Regions from separate parts of the Mus musculus genome. Here region 1 is linked to region 2. Evidence: chromatin contacts called from public HiChIP or PLAC-seq data. All regions are on one chromosome and are shown on one strand. Each heading gives the region's core, a stretch centred on a gene start, on an enhancer-like site or on the middle of the called end of the contact. The rest is flanking DNA. Distances are from core to core; before and after follow the strand shown. Region 1 has its middle 25 kb from the start of 2310034O05Rik. Region 2 overlaps Rasgef1b (RasGEF domain family, member 1B).

Region 1 (4,960 bases), core at 847-3,346, 950 kb after region 2:
CTGAGAGGGTTACATTGTATATAAAAGTAACCAACCAGCTCACAGGATCACTGAGAGGGTTACATTGTATATAAAAGTAACCAGCTCACAGGATCACTGAGAGGGTTACATTGTATATAAAAGTAACCAGCTCACAGGATCACTGAGAGGGTTACATTGTATATAAAAGTAACCAACCAGCTCACAGGATCACTGAGAGGGTTACATTGTATATAAAAGTAACCAACCAGCTCACAGGATCACTGAGAGGGTTACATTGTATATAAAAATAACCAGCTCACAGGATCACTGAGAGGGTTACATTGTATATAAAAGTAACCAACCAGCTCGCAGTGTCACTGAGAGGGTTACATTGTATATAAAAGTAACCAACCAGCTCACAGGATCACTGAGAGGGTTACATTGTATATAAAAGGAACCAACCAGCTCACAGGATCACTGAGAGGGTTACATTGTATATAAAAGTAACCAACCAGCTCACAGTGTCACTGAGAGGGTTACATTGTATATAAAAATAACCAGCTCACAGGATCACTGAGAGGGTTACATTGTATATAAAAGTAACCAGCTCACAGGATCACTGAGAGGGTTACATTGTATATAAAAGTAACCAACCAGCTCGCAGTGTCACTGAGAGGGTTACATTGTATATAAAAATAACCAACCAGCTCACAGGATCACTGAGAGGGTTACATTGTATATAAAAGGAACCAACCAGCTCGCAGTGTCACTGAGAGGGTTACATTGTATATAAAAGTAACCAGCTCACAGGATCACTGAGAGGGTTACATTGTATATAAAAGTAACCAACCAGCTCACAGGATCACTGAGAGGGTTACATTGTATATAAAAGTAACCAACCAGCTCACAGGATCACTGAGAGGGTTACATTGTATATAAAAATAACCAGCTCACAGGATCACTGAGAGGGTTACATTGTATATAAAAATAACCAGCTCACAGGATCACTGAGAGGGTTACATTGTATATAAAAGGAACCAACCAGCTCACAGGATCACTGAGAGGGTTACATTGTATATAAAAGTAACCAACCAGCTCACAGGATCACTGAGATGGTTACATTGTACATAAAAATAACCAACCAGCTCACAGGATCACTGAGAGGGTTACATTGTATATAAAAGGAACCAACCAGCTCACAGGATCACTGAGAGGGTTACATTGTATATAAAAGTAACCAACCAGCTCACAGGATCACTGAGAGGGTTACATTGTATATAAAAGTAACCAACCAGCTCGCAGTGTCACTGAGAGGGTTACATTGTATATAAAAGTAACCAACCAGCTCACAGGATCACTGAGAGGGTTACATTGTATATAAAAGTAACCAACCAGCTCACAGGATCACTGAGAGGGTTACATTGTATTACATCATACAATCCAGAGAGTAAGTCCTCAGCAAAGGGATGGTCTTTATTACTAGTAATACTAGAAGAATCACAAATTCTTTCCTTTGGATCTCCTGGTTAATGTCACCGGGTCAGTGTTGGTGTGGACAGAGAACATGGCATCCTTTGGTAAGAAATATAGCATGTAAAGCCAGCTCCAAGACAAAGGAGTCTGGCTTCACAGCTATTTGTTCTTCCCTATGGGATAGCACTTTGCCATGGCATATTCTAATTTATCTGCTGAGCCTAGGAGGGGGTAGTGCAGAACCTCCCATCCATGGCTGAGCCTAGGAGGGGTAGTTCAGAGTCTTCCATCCACGGCTGAGTGTGCAACAGTCTCTTAATTTCACCACTTTGATCAGTTATAAATCTCTGCAGTTACTACTGTCCACTGCCAAAAGGACTGTCTCTGACCAAAGCTAATAATAGCATGGAAATAAACATAATTATTTAGATTACAATTTGATGGGCACATTATACCCATTTAGCAGAACAATAGCAGCATTTTTAGTATTTAGTAATGCCCATGGCTTCATCCCAGTCACCAGCTTTTGACCAGGTTTGCAGTACCACACACGGATTGTATCCTGAGGCAGAGGCCTCAGCTCGGGTAGACAGCAGCAGTTAACTACCCTCATAACAGACTTTCCACTACTGCTCCAGGGACACTTCCTGTCCAGTCAGTACTGTAGCATGCAGGGACCACAGCTGAGTAAGCCCTTTGATGCCAGTTCCCCCACTGTAGCCTGCATGGCACCCTTTGGCAAGCCAGAAGGGAAGAGGCAGCAAGGGAACTGGCTGAGAGGCAGGATCACACCATTGTCCTGCTTAGCAGCCAGCGTACTACATCCTCAGTGAACTTTGTTGTTGAACAAAAGCTCAGCCCTATGACAGTAATGTGGATCTGGGTAGATTTATTCTAAAAGAATCAAACTAAAAGAAGAGAAGAATTCATGTGATGTTTTCCAAAGAAACCACATCAACAATGGATGGAAAGGAGAAAGAGAGGGAGAGAGAAAATGGAGGAACAGTGGAGAGAGGGAAAGGGAAGGGAGGAGGGATGGAAGAAGGGAGGGAGGAAGAAGGGAGAGAGGAAGAGGGAGGAGAGGGGAGGAAGGGGGAGGGAGGACCAAAGCAATCATAGGAAAATTCAAGAATCTAATGCATATCTAATTAGCTGAGATATCACAGAGCTATTATTAAAACTTAGGAAATCCAGACACGAGCAGAAAGAAACCTCTAGTTGTTTCATGAAATACATTTTTAGCAGAAGGAATACTCCCACCCTGTAAGTTATATGAATGCATATGAATATGAACTATCTGGGGCTTTAGACACTTGCCCTACTGTAGGAACATGCATTGCATGTTTGTTTGTTTAATCTTTGCACTACTGTTGCTACACATTTCGTGTATGTGAAGTTATCTATTTTTAAATAAAATCAAATGGCGAATGCTCCATGATAATCTGATGCCCTCCCTGTTTCCAGACCGCAGTGACCTCCCATGGCCCCTCCCACCCCAGGAATCCGACTTTACCAGCTCCGACTGCACCACTCAGGGACTCTGGCCAATCAGAAGCAATCACTTGTGTTTGATGTTCATGTTGTCAAAACTCAATGTGAAACACAGTCATACTAAGCTGGGATCGATACAGGATGTGAAAGGGTTGACCTCTAACTAGAAAAGTACTTTCTAGATAGTTAGCTGAGGTATGGCTGTCACTCTCCTGAGCACCGGAATTCAAAAGATAGCAGACAAACTTTCAACCCTTAAGGAAGTTCAAAGGCAGCCAGGAGAGAGAGAGAGAGAGAGAGACCCGGAGGCAGCAGCTACAGTATAATACAATTAGTGTAAGACAGAACATGGAATAAATACCATAGATTGTTAATGAGGGCATGCTTGGTACAAAAAATAGGAATGGCTTTAAACTGTCTGGAAGGCAGGTGGGAGCGTGACAAGGTTGTAGGGAAATGATTTGAACCCAAGGAAGGAACATCTGGGAGCTAGAAGGAGTGATATTGTGAAACCAGGTAACTAAGCCAATCTCCCCCTCCTTTCCCTCCCTCTCCCCCTCCCCCCTTCTCTCCTGGGGCCTCTCTTCTCTCTCCATCTCCTCTCCTTCTAGGTGAATGCCCTCTGTCTGGATCTCATCTGTACTATCGTGCTCTAGATAAACTCTGCTTTCTCTGTTTACTTGGCCTCCCTCAAACGGCCTCCGGTTCCCCGGTCTTCAGACCCAGCACTTCAACAGCTTGTTGGTGTCTTTGAGTCCTAATTCTAAATTCCTAAAGGAGAAAACCCTCGTTCATCAGTCTTGGATCTGGCCCCAGAGTGGCTGGAGCAGGAGTCTGGGACCTCCTTGTTGTATTTAGCAAAGGGAGAGAAGGGAGACGTGAGACAGACAACAGCCAGTCGATCTCTTTACAGGAGAGCTGAGGACCTAACTGACTGGACATTCTGTGACCAAGAAGGTAGTGTGGGTTGAATTTTGTGGGTGATAGTGAGGAGATTCAAGTTTCAAATTAGATTATGGAGTAGAATCAACAGACTTGACCCATGGTAGAGGGAGAGCAGCAAATCACATGGCTGCTTTGGCCCATTGTTAAGGAGCCTCCACAATGTCACTGTCCTGGGAACTACCAAGTTCACCTTCCACTGACAACTCAGTGAGTGAATTTCCCTCTGCTTCAGCAGAAGTCCCTTGCATCCAACACTAGGTCTAACTGAAGCAAAAAGGGGAACAGGAAGCCATCTGATTCCTCAATGAAACTGGATGCATCCTTTGAAGTCTAAGATTTTGCTGCAAACCACATTAAAAATAAGTGGATGCATGCACACACATATGCATACAAACACATATATGCACACATACCATATGTACACATACATATACACATGCCTACATGTACACAATTGCATACACACATGTGCATATACATACACATAATTACACATACACAGTGCATACACATATATGCACACACAGTGCACACATATTATATACAACACACACACACAAGTACTTTCATAGAAAGGTGCAGAGATTTTTTTTTCTGGCTAATTATTCTGTTTCTTACTAATGTATAGAGCAAGCTCTCCAGTCAAGTAGTTGAGGAGAGTTATGTTATAGCAGCATATGGAAGTGTTACAGGCTTCCCTTCCTCCCTATGTAAATACAGTGTATTTATAAATACAGAGGCTGTGCCAACGCATACTGAAAGTTGGCTTTGTGGCTGTTTTTTAAGCAGGGGAGCTGTCAGTTTACAAATTCTTATTTCCATTTTGCACGTTGTTTTCCCCATTTCTACCAGCACCAGTAGGCTTCAGAGTTAGCCAGGCCTTCAGCAGGGTCCTGACTGGCCGCTTTATCTATGGCTACCAGATTTTACACCCAAATGCATCCTTTGCCAGTGACTCTCCCTAAACACCAGCAGTCCCCATTCCCTGGGACCCACCAAATAAAATCCAATGTCTGTGTTTTAGCGTTTGGCTTGGGACTGTCCTCCAGATTTCCTGTGTTGGGAACCTGGAGGTCAGGCCTTTGGGAAA
Region 2 (4,792 bases), core at 1,392-3,891:
GCCAAAGCAAACTAGCTGTGGCTGCAAAGGGCAAAGCAGATAGCGCCTCACCAGCTCGATGTGGGTCAGCTGCTGGGCCAATGTGTAAGGGTCGCTGCAGACGGTCATGATGTCCCGCTGTATGGACTGGGGCTTGGTCTTCAGAACCGTGAGCCGGTCCGTGGCTGTGGAGCTGAGTTTGGCCAGGACTTCCTCATACTGGCTGAGGGCGGCGAGTTTTCGGATCAGACACTGCATCATCTGCTGGACGTTCTTCCGGTACGTCTGCTAGGAAGTGAAGGGAGGATGGTATTCTTGCCCTGCTTCTTCTCCAGCACTGTGAGGCCTCAGACACCCTGTCTTCAAATGCTCTGAGCTCTAGCAGCTAAACACCTAGGTTTCAATAACCTAGGTTCTCTCAGGTTGCTTGTGAAGATATAATTCAGGCTGGGCCTCAAAAACACCTCAGAAACTTCAGATTAGCTCTAGAGGTGGTCCAGCATAATGAGTACTACATACAACTAAGCGTGCTCTAGTGAAACTGTCTCTGTTCACTATCTCAAGGTGGATCATCGTCTTCCCATGATTTTACAGTCACCTACGGGGCTTCTCCATGCCTATAATTTCCAGCCCTGTTTTGCCAAGTGCACAGCAGCTACGTGACAAGAATGCACCATCACTGTCTAGTCCACCTTCCTGATCTTTCCCATCTACAGTGGAATTGGGTATTCACTCTTGTCATCTGACCTCTCTTGACTCACGTCCATTCCCTCCCGTGCACGGGTCAGTACTGATGTTCACTGGCATTCTCTCTCAGGGCAGCTCTCGCCACAATGCTACCACCAGATGCCACCTCATTGATGACTGCACCGTGCTATACTCATGACTCTTAGGAGGCATAGGTTACAAAGGTATTTCATATATTATAGGTAAATGTCGACCACTTGCCTCTAAAACACTCTTTAAAGCAAAGTAGTGACTTCCCAGTCAACCACTCTTTCTCCTTCCTTCCTTCCTTCCTTCCTTCCTTCCTTCCTTCCTTCCTTCCTTCCTTCCTTTGTTGAGTATAGTTATTTGATATGGAGTTATTCTGGTCTTTCTTTTCTATCCTCCAACTGCTAACAGCCAACCATCCTTCGAGGTAAATTATGATGCTCATGTTGGCAAGAGCCGTGCAGACTGACTCAATGCCAGCTGGGCACTTAGGCAGATAGCTCCACAGGAGGACAGACCCAGGGAGCCTACAGATGCGGGCAAGCCTATGCTTACTCCTCAATGGCTTTTTAAAAGGTGCCCAGTAGCATCTGCCAACATTTCGAAATTTGAAAATTGTAAGCCTAAAAGATATATTTTTTTTTCGAATTTGATACCAGCCAGAGATACATGAGAACCAGTCTCAAACAAATAAACAACACCCCCCCCCCCAAAGGAAAAAGCAAACAAACAAAACTTCAAACAATCTAGGTCCCACTGAGGATTAAGGTTGGAGGTTGTTAATTTGTATTTATCACTCAAAGAAAAATATGTCTTCCCTTGACATCCAAACGAGTCAAACGCAAGTACTGGGCTACGTTATACCCAGCCCAAGCTCACCTTCTCTAGCAACACTGAGATACACCAGAACTGACTTGTGATGTGTACTTTGATCTTCTCTACCAAACGTCCTTATAAATGTCTACATGCGTGTTCCTACTGCTTCTTAAAGCTATGCAACAGTTCCCAATATATGACTCTCCTTTAGACACGTTAGCTACATCATGTGGCACCCCGAGTAGAAAACATGTTACATTTTTTGCAGTCATTACAACTTATTTACAGAGGCTGGAGAGATGGCTCAGTGGTTAGAGCTCTTCCAGAGGACCTGGGTTCAATTCCCAGCACCCACATGGAGGCTCCACCGCTGTCTGTAGCTCCAGCTCCAGGAGTCCCAAAACCATCACACAGATACACAGGAAAGCCCAATGCCAACGCACACAAAACAACAGCAACAAAAACTAGTTACAAGCGTAGGCCACAACTGCCGTTACTGACATAAAAAGTGTATTTTGGGGTAGATAAGGGACATCTCGGTCAAATTTTTCTGAGAAGAGTTAAAGAGTACAAAAACAAAACCCAAACTGAATTCTCTAAGCCCACCATTCCTATGGGTGAGCTCAGCCATGCCTGAGTACATCTGAGCCAAGGAGCAAGGTACACACAAAGCTGGCATCACTAACTGCTGTTCACAGGAGTGGGGCTGGCATGTTTACTGTGTAAATGTTCTTACTCGATAGTCAGAACAGATTCCTACACTACTCGATTTATTGTAAATAAAGCAAAAGTCAGCCCAGTGCTCTTTCCTGGATACTAATGTAAGGAGCATGTGTAGAAAAGTTCCTTTCCACTTGGGAAAGCAAAACACTCATCTTTAAAATGTGCGTCATTTTACATCCCACACAAGATAGTCTATATCTCACACCTCGCCTCTCTCGACCTTCTCAGGGTCCCTAACTCAAGAGACTTTTGGTGGGAATGGCCACTTTTCTACCGGTCACCACCTGAAGGTCCCAGCAAAACAAACAAACAAACCAAACAAAACCAAAAATCCCAGTGGGCTGAGCAGGATGGGCTGCAGCTTGGGGCAGGTTTCTGCCTGAACTGGGATGAGGCACAGTCTGCGCAGCACACTGCAGATCCACCTCAGATGATTCTGGCAGGCAGCAATGGGTAGGAAGCGGAGCTCTCCTGAAAGGCTTATCAGGTGAAAGATTTGTGTTCTCCTCTGAAAAATGTCATGTTTGGAAAGAGGGTGGGGGAACTGCAAGTCACAGTGAACAAAAACCAACAGCAAGATATAACACAAAAAAGTACACAACGGAAGTATTGAAATCTGTGTGGAGGGAGAGGGAGGGAGGGAGAGGGGGTACTGTGACCCCTTTCAAAGCTTCCTGCTTTCGTCTGATGCTGTTTGAGAAATCAGGTCCTGTGAAGTTAAGCATGCCTCCTCACTGAGTCATGAATTGCTAAATATGTACTTATTCTTCTTTATAACTTCAGTTGCCAGCGACAGTAATTACCTGGCAAATAAAGGCTGAAGTCCTTATTACAAAGGCCAGCCCCTTAAGGAAGGGAAATTGCATGCCGCCCACTCCGGTCGTTTGTCATGAAATTCAATCATTAGTTTTATTTTGTGTGTCTTTCAGGCGAGCCCTAATAAAACCACTTCATCTGGGGCAAATCCCCAGGGGAGAAGCACATTAAGTCAAATTATGTGGAACTGTCCTAGCAGATCCTAAAGAACCTGACTAAATTATACACAGGGCACACCTGGACTCACCGATTGCCAAAAAGAAAATATCCCCTGAAGTCAGAGGCAAGAAGCAACAGGTCCCAATTCAAACCAAGGATTCTTCAACTGGGAGGAATAATGTTTCCCCATTCTCATAATTGACTTGCTTGTTCATTCAGTCATCTGTCCATCCACCATCCATCCACCATCCATCCATCCATCCATCCATCCACCATCCATCCATCCATCCATCCATCGAACATACATCCATCCATCCAACATCCATCTATCCACCATCCATCCATCCATCCATCCATCCATCCATCCACCATCAATCCATCCATCCATCCATCCATCGAACATACATCCATCCATCCAACATCCATCTATCCACCATCCATCCATCCGTCCGTCCATCCACCATCCATCCATCCATTCAAATATACTGGGAACCAAGTACATGCCCAGCATTAAATAGGAGTTAAAGAAACCATCGTGAACAAAGTGACTAGAGTCCAATGGAACAACAAACAATGAACTACAAGCCCTAGAGTGCCAGGAAACAAAAGGTATAAGTCAAAAATGGGAGGGTCTGTGACTTGGAGTCGTGGGAGGTCTCTCTGAGAAGAGAAATTTAGGTACTCGATAGCAGGGAGACTGCCAAGACTGTTAAGTGCAGCAAGGGCCTTTAACACATTAGCACAAGGCACTTAGCGCCATGATTTATGGAATGAGAAGGGAACTAGGAATTTAGAGGACTAGCCAGAACACACCCAAATCAAGCAACTGTTATGTGTGGAGCCAATTCCTAAATTCTGGATAAAAGCAGCCAAGAAATGGCAGCTATCCTGAAGCCCTGGCCAGTGAAGGCAGGCATGTCCTCCATGTACATGCGTTCAGTGTACTCCCCAGTAAATCCTGTTTACCTACTAATGAGCCAGCTGACCTCTCCATGCTGTTAACACAAGCGTATCAACATCAATGAGAAGTTGGGGTCAGAGGATGTCTGTCCCTTTCCTCCATTTCCCCCAATTCCTGAAGCTGTGACCTTGTGGATAAAGACCAGATCTCAGTAAACAAATGAAAAGAAACACTATGGTTTTTATTTCCATAAGAAAGACCAAAAGCCATCAATTTGGCATTTTCAAATCACTGCATTTTATCTTTAAAATTAATAATAATAATAATAATAATAATAATAATAATAAAGTCTAGAAGTATAGCTCAGCAGTTAAGAGCACCGACTGCTCCTTCAGAGGTCCTGACTTCAATTCCCAGCAACCACATCGTGGTTCACAACCATCTGTATGGAATCTGAGGCCCTCTTCTGGTGTGTCTGAAGAGAGCAACAGTGTACTCACAGACATAAAATAACTAAAATAGATCTTTAAATATAATAATAATAACCATGTATTTCTTTTATGGGAAGAAACAAGTTTAGAAGCAATTTCTAGTTCCTATCTCTGAGAAGCAACAGAGAAGAGATCGGCCGGCAGCATGGATAGCTCCGTATAATTGAACCAAACTGAAAAATTGACTGTGACT

The links. HiChIP or PLAC-seq counts read pairs in DNA pulled down with a chosen protein or histone mark.
Region 1: a contact with region 2 is called in a FOXA1 HiChIP or PLAC-seq map of pancreatic cancer cells. The contact joins two enhancer-like sites. A contact is called at or near these places in 1 of 15 datasets of contacts at CTCF or cohesin (large pre-B cells) and 3 of 115 datasets of contacts at active chromatin or transcription factors (astrocytes, microglia and pancreatic cancer cells).

Annotation. Positions count from the first base shown.
Region 1 is chr5:100,183,110-100,188,069 of GRCm38.p6, forward strand. No RefSeq gene overlaps it. Among named protein-coding and RNA genes, the nearest start is that of 2310034O05Rik, 25 kb to the right of the region's middle. Within about 2 kb of position 2,097, at least 13 of the 459 cell types and tissues checked have an H3K27ac peak or open chromatin away from gene starts, as enhancers often do. A contact at or near this core is called in pancreatic cancer cells, where this site is marked.
Region 2 is chr5:99,234,425-99,239,216 of GRCm38.p6, forward strand. Rasgef1b (RasGEF domain family, member 1B) reads right to left here. Exons shown (of 14, transcript NM_181318.4): 5 at 52-264. Among named protein-coding and RNA genes, the nearest start is that of Rasgef1b, 16 kb to the right of the region's middle. Within about 2 kb of position 2,642, at least 25 of the 459 cell types and tissues checked have an H3K27ac peak or open chromatin away from gene starts, as enhancers often do. A contact at or near this core is called in pancreatic cancer cells, where this site is marked.